3 separate regions of the Mus musculus genome follow, and regions 2 and 3 are each linked to region 1. The links are chromatin contacts, called in public promoter capture Hi-C maps. All regions are on one chromosome and are shown on one strand. Each heading gives the region's core, a stretch centred on a gene start, on an enhancer-like site or on the middle of the called end of the contact. The rest is flanking DNA. Distances are from core to core; before and after follow the strand shown.

Region 1 (3,013 bases), core at 399-2,898:
CTAACCAGCAAGCTCTGGCCTCAAGTGGGAGCCTGCCTCAGTATATAAGGTAGAGACCAACTGAGGAAAAGACCAGTGCCAACCAGGAGCCTTCACATGCATATCTATCACAGACTTGAACCCCTACACAGTCATGCATGTACCAGACAGCAGTCTTGTAGTGTTCTTTTAAGTTTTATTTCATTTTTAGTTATATTTCTCTGTGGAAAGGTACGTGCATGTGTGTGTGTAGGCTCTTATGGAGGCCAGAGTTGTTGGGTTCCCAGGAACTGGAGTTACAGGTGGCTTTGAGCTGCTGAAGGTGGTGCTGGAAATCAAATTCAGCCCCGCTGGATGGGCAACAAGCTCTTAAGTGTTAGCCTATCTCTCTAGCCCCTTTTGTAATATTATAATTTTCATCTCAGCTCAAGCTGTTTCTTGAAATAACAAGCTTATTTTGCTCATTTTTTTAAAAAAAATATTGATCAAATACCCAAGCTTTAAAGTATTATTTGCCTGTCATTCTTTCAAGTAAAAATAGTATCTCTTGAAGAAAGCACCTTGTAGTCTCATAGCTCAAGCGACTATCCAGCTCCCCCACAGTTTAGACCAGAGCATAGTTTCCTGCCTCCTAAGTCATCTCACAAATTGTTAGGGAAGAACTGTAAAGGACCCATAATTGTACCCCTTACAAACATAACTGTTCTACCTTGGGCCATTGTCATGATTTCTGCAGTGCTGTCCACTCATGCCTTTGCACTATTAACATAAACCTCAATCCAGTGAAAACAGTGACTGGAGCCTAAGGATGCCATGCTCACACTTTTGAGAATTTATATATCATACTTGTGAGACAGACTTACAGACTGGGAGAGTCCTTATGAATTACCCTGGCATTCTCTTTTCTGTCTCCTCCACACTTCCTGCTTCCATCGTGTGTCAGGGTACAAGGAAGTTCCTATCCAGGTGCATCTGGTTCTCAGCCTTGCTGCTTGCAAGGCAACCTTAGAATAACAAATCTCGTTCCTGTGTTGTCTTGTTACTCTTGTGTTTTTAAATACAATTACAAATAGCTTATTGGTAATGATAAAATAATTCCTATGTGGCTAAAATAAATGCAACATAATTCTACTGAGATCATTAATATTTTAAGAAAATACAGATTTATAAAAGGTGCCATATCTCTGATTTCAAAGAAGAAACAACTATCATTTTCAGATAATCAACAGTGTAGTGAAATCCTTAGGACCCAACCTGCTGCTGTTTCTCCAGCATTCTACAGCTCTAGTGAGCGCTTGCCAGTTCTTGCTTGCTGTTGCTAGGGGGCAGCATTTACTAAGCTGACAGCTACAGACAAGTACATTGTCAGGTCAGGCTAACATTTGCGATTGGACGAATACTCAAAAAATGTATAACTTTTTATTGGTTTTAGCATCTAACTTAGAAAAGTAACAGAAACTATGTGTATTTTTATATTTATAGCCTAATATTTAAACACTTAGAACCATTAAAAAATAAAATCTTTCTATTGTTCAAAATTATTTCAGTATTAGTTCATATTCTTAAAACTGTAAAACAGCTTGAGAAATTATGTAAGGCAATATATATAAAGTACTCTGGGCCTCACAGAACAAGTCTTGTCATACAGCTACTTGGGAGGTTGAGGCAAAAGATGCAAAAGTTCAGGACTTTCCTTTGTTACAGAGGGCTTTGGGCCTAGACAACTTAGTAAGAGCCTGTCTGAAACTAAAGGTAAAGGAAGGCTGAGGATGTTCTTGAAAGACTCGGGCCTTGGCGTCAATCCCTAAGTCCAAGCTTCCCCTTCCCTCTCTCAGCAAGGAAGGAAGGAAGGAAGGAATTTAAAATGGAAAAGGGACATAGAAAGAATAGAGGAATTGTGTCTCACGTATCGTTATTACATGTCTCTAGTCTCAGTTGTGTCGCTAAGAGGCATCTCGTGCGTGCGAGGAATGCTGGTAACAGTGCCTGCAAGTCTCTGCCTTATCACTGCACATGCTTCCCGCTACTCGAGTAAACTCTTTAACGCACCTGTCATCACCTGTCATCAATGCGTGCGTCTGTAGAGCTCGAGGTGGGGACACTTCCTGTGCTTCCTGCTGCTTAGTGTGATAATGTTCTTCCGGACAGAGTAGTCAGCATGAACTCCTTTCCTCGTCCTTTCTTGCTTCTTTGAAGACTTCTCAGGAGGGCATGATCTCAGGAGCCTTTGCTTCTGTACTCTGATAGCTCCATTGTGTGCTTCCTTCATTGTTCAAACAGATATTTGGTTGCCTCTATACCCTGAATACATTAAAGGACAGGGGTTAAAAAACGTTTTCCCTCATGTTTTTGTGGAAGTATATGATAAAAAGTGATGGGGCTGGAGAGGTGGCTTGGCAGTTGAGAACTCCTGCAGAGGACCCAAGTTCTCTGCCCAGTCCTCACATGGTGACTCAGAGCCTGTCAACTCCAGTACCAGGGATCGGATCCCTCGGCTTCCTGTGGTGCACATCACTCATCCTTCTTAATAGAAATATAAAAGGTTAAAAGGCAAGGAAATAAAAAATCGTTTACAATGCCCATTTGCTAATAAAAGCCATAGTAAATAAATAAATAAGTAGATATTGTGAAAAAAGATATAAAAAATAGACAATGTGATATATTCAGTATATATTGGTAAATTCTAGAGAAATGAAGAACTGAATTTGGACATATGTGTTAAGTGTTTGAATGGAGGAAGAGTTGAATTTTTAAATGAGATTGCCAGGAAAAGCTCTCAGGAAAGGTGGTTTGAAGTCAGTTCCTTATAAAAATGAAATAACAAGCAAGCAACAGCAAGCTCCAGCCTGGGTGGGAGGGATACACTAGAGATGTTAAGGGAATAGCCACTGTGAGTGGAGCATGGTGAGGCCACATAGCAGGAACTGAAGGGGAGAGCATTTTGAGTGTTATACATATATTATCACCACTGGCTTTATTTCATCATCACAAAGAAACAAGATGCTTTTGAATAGAATGGTGACCCATGGTGTAA
Region 2 (2,934 bases), core at 146-2,645, 560 kb after region 1:
ATGTCCACAGAGGAAATTCAGCGAGTTAGGTTCCAAATGTCTACATTTGAAATGGACAACTATTGTTGAATAAATATCTTCAGAAATTTGTATTTTAAAATTAACCAGTAAGCCAACTTTGTTCTCATAACATGTATTGTATATTCGGTTTTGATCCACAGGTATTTCAGTAAATTATAGAAAATGAAAGATGAGATTTTATATGTTCAAAATCAAGCCATTTCTTTTTAATGCCATAAAGTAATATGTTCCTAAATCACATACCCGGAATTTGATGCTAATTTTAAGAATCTAGACTATTAGACAGCCCAGAACCTTGTTTCAGTAGGAATTTCTTTCTCAAATATCCAATATTTGAAGTTTAGGTGAAATTTTAAGCTTTCTTTTTTTAACATAGGCAGAATCATATAAATCAATGAAATAAACGCAGGAAGGAAATGTTTCCATTTTTTATAGGACAACTTAGCTTGCAACTCCGCCTAATCATGTTGACGTGTTACAAAGCCACTAATGTCAAAATTTTTTAGAGACTAGGCTAAGCAATGTCTAAGTGGCTAGTGGCACCTCTAAGAGATCCTTTCTGAAACCTGGGTAAAACCAGTTTGGGTTTTAACTGTCACAATTTAGATGCAGAAAGAACCCAGTAGGTGAGGATGTGAGCCTTGCTCACAGTTGGAGCAGAAACTGGTAGAGGTCCGGAAGACCATTCCAGTGAGGTCTTCCCAATCAACTGGTCTACAGAAAAGGGCAATGGTTGGTTCCTTCCTTAGAACCACAGCTCCCGTTGTTACTGGACCAGACTGCAAAGACTGCTGTTGTAACTAGTTGTGGCCACCGGACCAGACAGAAATACTTGTGAAGTATGCAATTGCAGAGAAGTTAAAAGTTACCTGTACTTGGGTTAAATATTAAAGGGCCTTATGGAGGAAGTGGCGTTTGAGGGAATTACAGATTTAGGATAAATCTGTGTCAGATGTCTTCACAAGGACGCTCGATCATTATACATTATAGTCGTGTGTGTGTGTGTGTGTGTGTGTGTATGTGTGTGCGCGCGCGCGCGCGTGTGTGTACACTCCCTCCTTCCGGCTTGGATGTTCCTTTAGAAATTTCTGGAGGTATGCATGCAACCAAGTGCTACATTAATGTAATCAAAGTCTGACCGCAGACACTGACAGTGTGTGAGTGGGTGCGTGGTGGTGAATTCCTGGGGCTTCTAAGGTCCTTGTCTTGATGGTCTTCGGCCTCTGAGGGCTTGTGGAGCAAAGTGGAGAGGTAGGTGGCCCCAGGAATGCAGAAGAGGGTGGGACTTGATGCCACTTGAGGCCGACCGCGGGGAGGCAGTGCGGGCTCCGGGCGGCAGGGGGCGCCGTCGAGCGGCCGCGCCGGGCCCAGCACCGACCCTGCGGTTCTCGCAGACCGTCCGCCATGCGCGCGCTGCTGCCGCTGCTGAGCGTCGGCCGAGGGTGGCGCGTGGGGGCCGCCGCCCGCCCTCCGCGCCGCGTCATGTCCCTGTACCGCACGGAGGAGCTGGGCCATCCCCGCTCGCAGGACTACCGCCTGTTCTTCAGTAAGTCGTTCGCCCAGCTCCGCGCCGGCCGGCGGAGGGGCCGCGGCGCCGTGCCCTGCCCTGCCTTGCTCTGCCCGGCCGGGTCCGCAGCCCGCGCCCAAGCCCGCTGCGGAGGGGACCGGTCTCGGTGCGCAGGGTGGCGCGGGGCCAACCGCCCTCTGCAGCGACCGCAGCCGGCCCGCGGCGCTGAGCTCCTCCCGCTGACCTCCGCGCCGTGGCCCGCCGCTCGCCCGCGCCGCCTCCTGGGCGCTGCTAAGCCCATCCGCCTCCGTACGGCCGCAGAACTTTGGGGACCGGGGTCTTCACTCCGAAAGCGAGTTTGCCTGCGACCGCGACCTTGCTGTCAGCGCAGGCGTACAGGCAGGGAGGAAGTGGGAGGAGAATGTGAGCCAGGCGCTGGGATAGGCTTGTGTGCACAACGCCATCACGAAACCTTTTGTTTGGTAAGGTTAACTTAAAAACAGCAACAGTCAACTGAGTTTTTAACCTAAAAGTTTGCACCCTGAATGCCATCCACAAGCAGGAGATTGGCCGGCGTTCTGGCGAGAATGTGGTGCCTTTTCTTGCCCTGTACGTTGAGCAAAACCTAGAAAGAGGGCCGTCTGGGCTGCCCTGGGCTGACGCCAAAGACAGAAAAGCTCCTGGCCACTTTCCTTTTTCTTTTCACTCTGTAGGTCTCGTTAACAATCGCGTGAAAATAGCCACGTAGATGGGTTGCTTTCAGGCCTCCTTTACTTAATACCAGGTAGCGGAGCGGTTGCAATGTCAAGGCTTGTGCACACCTCTTAGGAGGTTCCGCCCTGAAGAGGTGAAGCTAAATCTTGTTCCGAGACCCCCATGCTGGATGAGTGTCTTAACTTGCTAAGTATTAGAATTTTTTTCCCCTATAAGATAGGGCTGCAGAAGCGGCTATGTATGTTCAAAGAAGTCACCGGACTTATAGTATAACTTGAAATCATTAATAACTGTACTTTGATTTTTACAGTTACTTTTCTGGAGCTGAAGGTTGAAGATTATTTTGTGATAAAGGAGCAAACCTAGCTTAAACTCTTTTTTTTTTTTTTTTTTTGTATTATTTTGAGACAGGGCCTCACTGGGCAGCCCTGGGCAGCTTGGAACTCACAGTAGTACACCTCCCTCTGTCTCCTGGATTGAACACATGGGGCACTTCGAATGGCAAACTCTTGTCATTGTAATAAATCTTATAATAAATAGTTTCTTCACAATTAGTTTCTGTTTGCTCCTCTACAAGAGACCCTGTCTTGTTTCTTGTTGAGGCGAGATGGATTTAGGTCTTTTAAAAGAGGGTGTGTACACAACCGGATCCTGGGTAGACAACAGTCTCCAAACAAGAGCAACCATAAAAA
Region 3 (2,701 bases), core at 75-2,574, 800 kb after region 1:
TCTAACAGTTAGCAAGCAGGTCTAGGGAAGAGAGTCAAGCTCTGAGTGAAGAGTGAGGAGGGGTGTTTGTGAACGACCAAATAAAAGAGTGAGTGCCAGAGTGAAGGAAATTTGGGATGGGACTTGTTAGAGATCTTCTCTGGGATTGGGTTTCATTTCTTCGGGCGCCCCTGACCTTGCCTTCTCCAACTCCAAACGCTTCGCCCGCCCCCTCCCCCGGCCTGCGCCTGCCTTTGTGTGTGCCTGTCACTTAAGGGGAACAGAACGAGCTGATTCGGGGGCAGCACAAAGCCAACACACAGATTTGCACAGATTCTCTTACACACATTTCCCAAACTGGAAGGCACAGCCCACTCTGAGCTTGTGAACCTTGAGAAAAGTGGGTTCTGGTCTTGTTTCAGGGAGCAGAGAAACTATTCTTTCCCCTCTCACTTAGCGCCAATAACAAAACGCGAGGACTCAAGAGAAAAAAAGAAAGAATGGAAAAAAAAAAAAAAGCCCTCCACGTAGTGGATCCTGAATCTACACACTGTGACATCTGTCTAGTGTAGTCCACGAGGGGACAAACGTGTTGGAAGCCAGAGACACAAACCCAGAACAGGACCCAAACAAGCACTACTGGAGATAAAAGAGTCAAACACACCGGGTCAGTGTTCTTTCCGGGGTGTCTGAGGATGAACTAGGGGCTCCCTGGACTTATACTAAGAACAGGGGAGAGGAGGATCAAAAGAGAAAGTGGTGGTCCCCAAAGATGAACTCTTTCAGGAAGGCAGCCCCAAGAAAACACTCACTTTCCTGAGACTAAAAGGCCAGAAGAGCGGCTGGTGGGAGGTACAAAGGTAAGTTTTCTGGGTACAGAGGGGAGACACGCATTAGCAGGAAGAAGGGACCACAGAAGTGCAGGTCGCAGGAGAAGGGGGTGCTGAATTAAAACTATATTTGTCAGCCATGTTGAAGAAGCTCCTGTAATTTGTGAGGCTTCCCTCTTCCCTCTTAGTATTTGTGGGTGACATGACAGTCCCCGCAAGGCCGAGAGAAAGAGAGGGAGATTGGAAAGGGACCATTCCGCAGCCGTCAAGAGCGAGGAAAGAAAGAGAGAGAGAGAGAGACAGGCGCGGACCTCAGCGCTCTGACCTGGTTCTGGTCCCTCAGCCTCGCAGTCCACCGCCGTCGCAGCCGGGTCTCCTTTCTAACAAATCCTACAGGGCAGCCATCTTGCTTCCTTCTGCTCCTCTACGAAAGCAGCCTCGCCTCCGCATCAATATTCATAAGGCAGTTTGACGTCTGTTCTCTAGGCTCGGCGGGGCCGGCTCTCAGGCGGCCGCCGAGGGGGCGGACGTGACTGGCATGCGAGCGGAGCGGGCGCGAGCGCGGGAGCGGGCCGTGCGCTCGCTCCCTCGCGGAGGCGCGGCGGGACCCGGGGCCGTGCGCTCGCTCCCTCGCGGGGACGCGGCGGGACCCGGGGCCGTGTGCTCGCTCCCTCGCGGAGGCGCGGCGGGACCCGGGGCCGTGCGTTCGCTCCCTCGCGGGGACGCGGCGGGACCCGGGGCCGTGCGCTCGCTCCCTCGCGGGGGCGCGGCGAGTCCCGGCTGCGCGCTCACTCCCTCGCGGGGGGCTAGGGGACCTCCTCTGCTCGGCTCCTCCCCGGCCTTTCCTGAGCCCCGGGTGCCGCCGGCCGCACACCCACGCGTGGGCGGCCTCCGCGCCTCTGTCTCCCGCGGGGGCCGCGTAGGCACTTGGAAACTCTGCGCCCTCCTGCGCGCTCCAGGGGCCCCTGGCTCCCCGCGCTCCCGCTGCCAGCACCTCACCAGTCGTCTCCCCACTCGCCCCCACACCCTGCCACCCCCTTCCCTGTCGCCCAGCCAAGCCGCTCCCCATTTCCCCAAAGGCCGTGCCGGGAGAGCTAGAGGGGCCTGGGCGCTAAAGTCTCCACTCTGCAGCAATCCGGCGGCGCCGGGGCTCTCCCCGCCCAGGCCCACCTTCTGTTTACTTTGGCCACGTGGGCCGCGCAGGGGGTGCTGTCTCGCAGAGCCCAGAGGAGCGGTGTCACCGAGCCCCTGCTTGTCACTCGAAAGAATTAAGCCAGCAGTTTCTAATGTTCAAGGCGCCCCCGTAAGTTCCTCTATTTTGCACAAATTTCCACTCCGTACGGTAAAGTAATGAAGAAACCGCCTTGTGGGAAGCTGAATTCCGAACAAGCAGAGAGCGCTCAGTTTTCCCTGAAGTTCAAGGCTTGTGCGCACCAGCTCTTCTGCTGGCACTTCCGTTTTTTAAACTTACATTTTAAATGTTCCTTTTGGTAATTATTAACTTTTGAAGATGAGATCGAGGCAAATTCATAGGAATCATGAGACAGTAGTTTAGGAAATTTGTGCTCACACATCCACCCACCCTCCTCCTGTCTTCAAGTTTTCAGTCACTGAATGTTACGTTTTAATAGGTAATCTGGGAACCTCTTCTGTGGGATCGGTTGCGTTCACAGCAACCTTAAGTCTACTTTAACACTATTATATTGTCTGTAATGCACCCTTTCTTTGTGTGTGTGTGTGGGTGGGTGTTCTTTAGAAATGAGGCCTGGAACCAACTAACTCTCTCTCTAACTCTCTCTCTCTCTCTCTCTCTCTCTCTCTCTCTCTCACACACACACACACACACACACACACACACACCACATAAATTTTGAAAAGAAAGAGCAGACCTG

The links. Promoter capture Hi-C pulls out the DNA fragments that hold promoters and counts their contacts.
Region 2: a contact with region 1 is called in a promoter capture Hi-C map of the HPC-7 cell line, with 19 times the contacts expected there. The contact joins the promoter of Ppa2 here to the enhancer-like site in region 1. A contact is called at or near these places in 21 of 39 promoter capture datasets (the 3T3-L1 cell line, 3T3-L1-derived adipocytes, the C10 cell line and 14 more), 9 of 484 Hi-C or Micro-C datasets (B cells, the HPC-7 cell line, cortical neurons and 3 more) and 3 of 115 datasets of contacts at active chromatin or transcription factors (embryonic stem cells and pancreatic cancer cells).
Region 3: a contact with region 1 is called in a promoter capture Hi-C map of the HPC-7 cell line, with 5 times the contacts expected there. The contact joins the promoter of Tet2 here to the enhancer-like site in region 1. A contact is called at or near these places in 10 of 39 promoter capture datasets (the 3T3-L1 cell line, the C10 cell line, the HPC-7 cell line and 6 more).

Annotation. Positions count from the first base shown.
Region 1 is chr3:132,745,928-132,748,940 of GRCm38.p6, forward strand. The region is part of intron 20 of Tbck (TBC1 domain containing kinase); the gene reads left to right. Among named protein-coding and RNA genes, the nearest start is that of Gm30294, 30 kb to the right of the region's middle. Within about 2 kb of position 1,649, at least 9 of the 459 cell types and tissues checked have an H3K27ac peak or open chromatin away from gene starts, as enhancers often do. A contact at or near this core is called in the HPC-7 cell line, where this site is marked.
Region 2 is chr3:133,308,715-133,311,648 of GRCm38.p6, forward strand. It overlaps Ppa2 (pyrophosphatase (inorganic) 2), which reads left to right and starts at 1,396. Exons shown (of 12, transcript NM_146141.2): 1 at 1,396-1,567. The coding sequence starts at 1,426.
Region 3 is chr3:133,543,066-133,545,766 of GRCm38.p6, forward strand. It overlaps Tet2 (tet methylcytosine dioxygenase 2), which reads right to left and starts at 1,325. Exons shown (of 11, transcript NM_001040400.2): 1 at 1,135-1,325.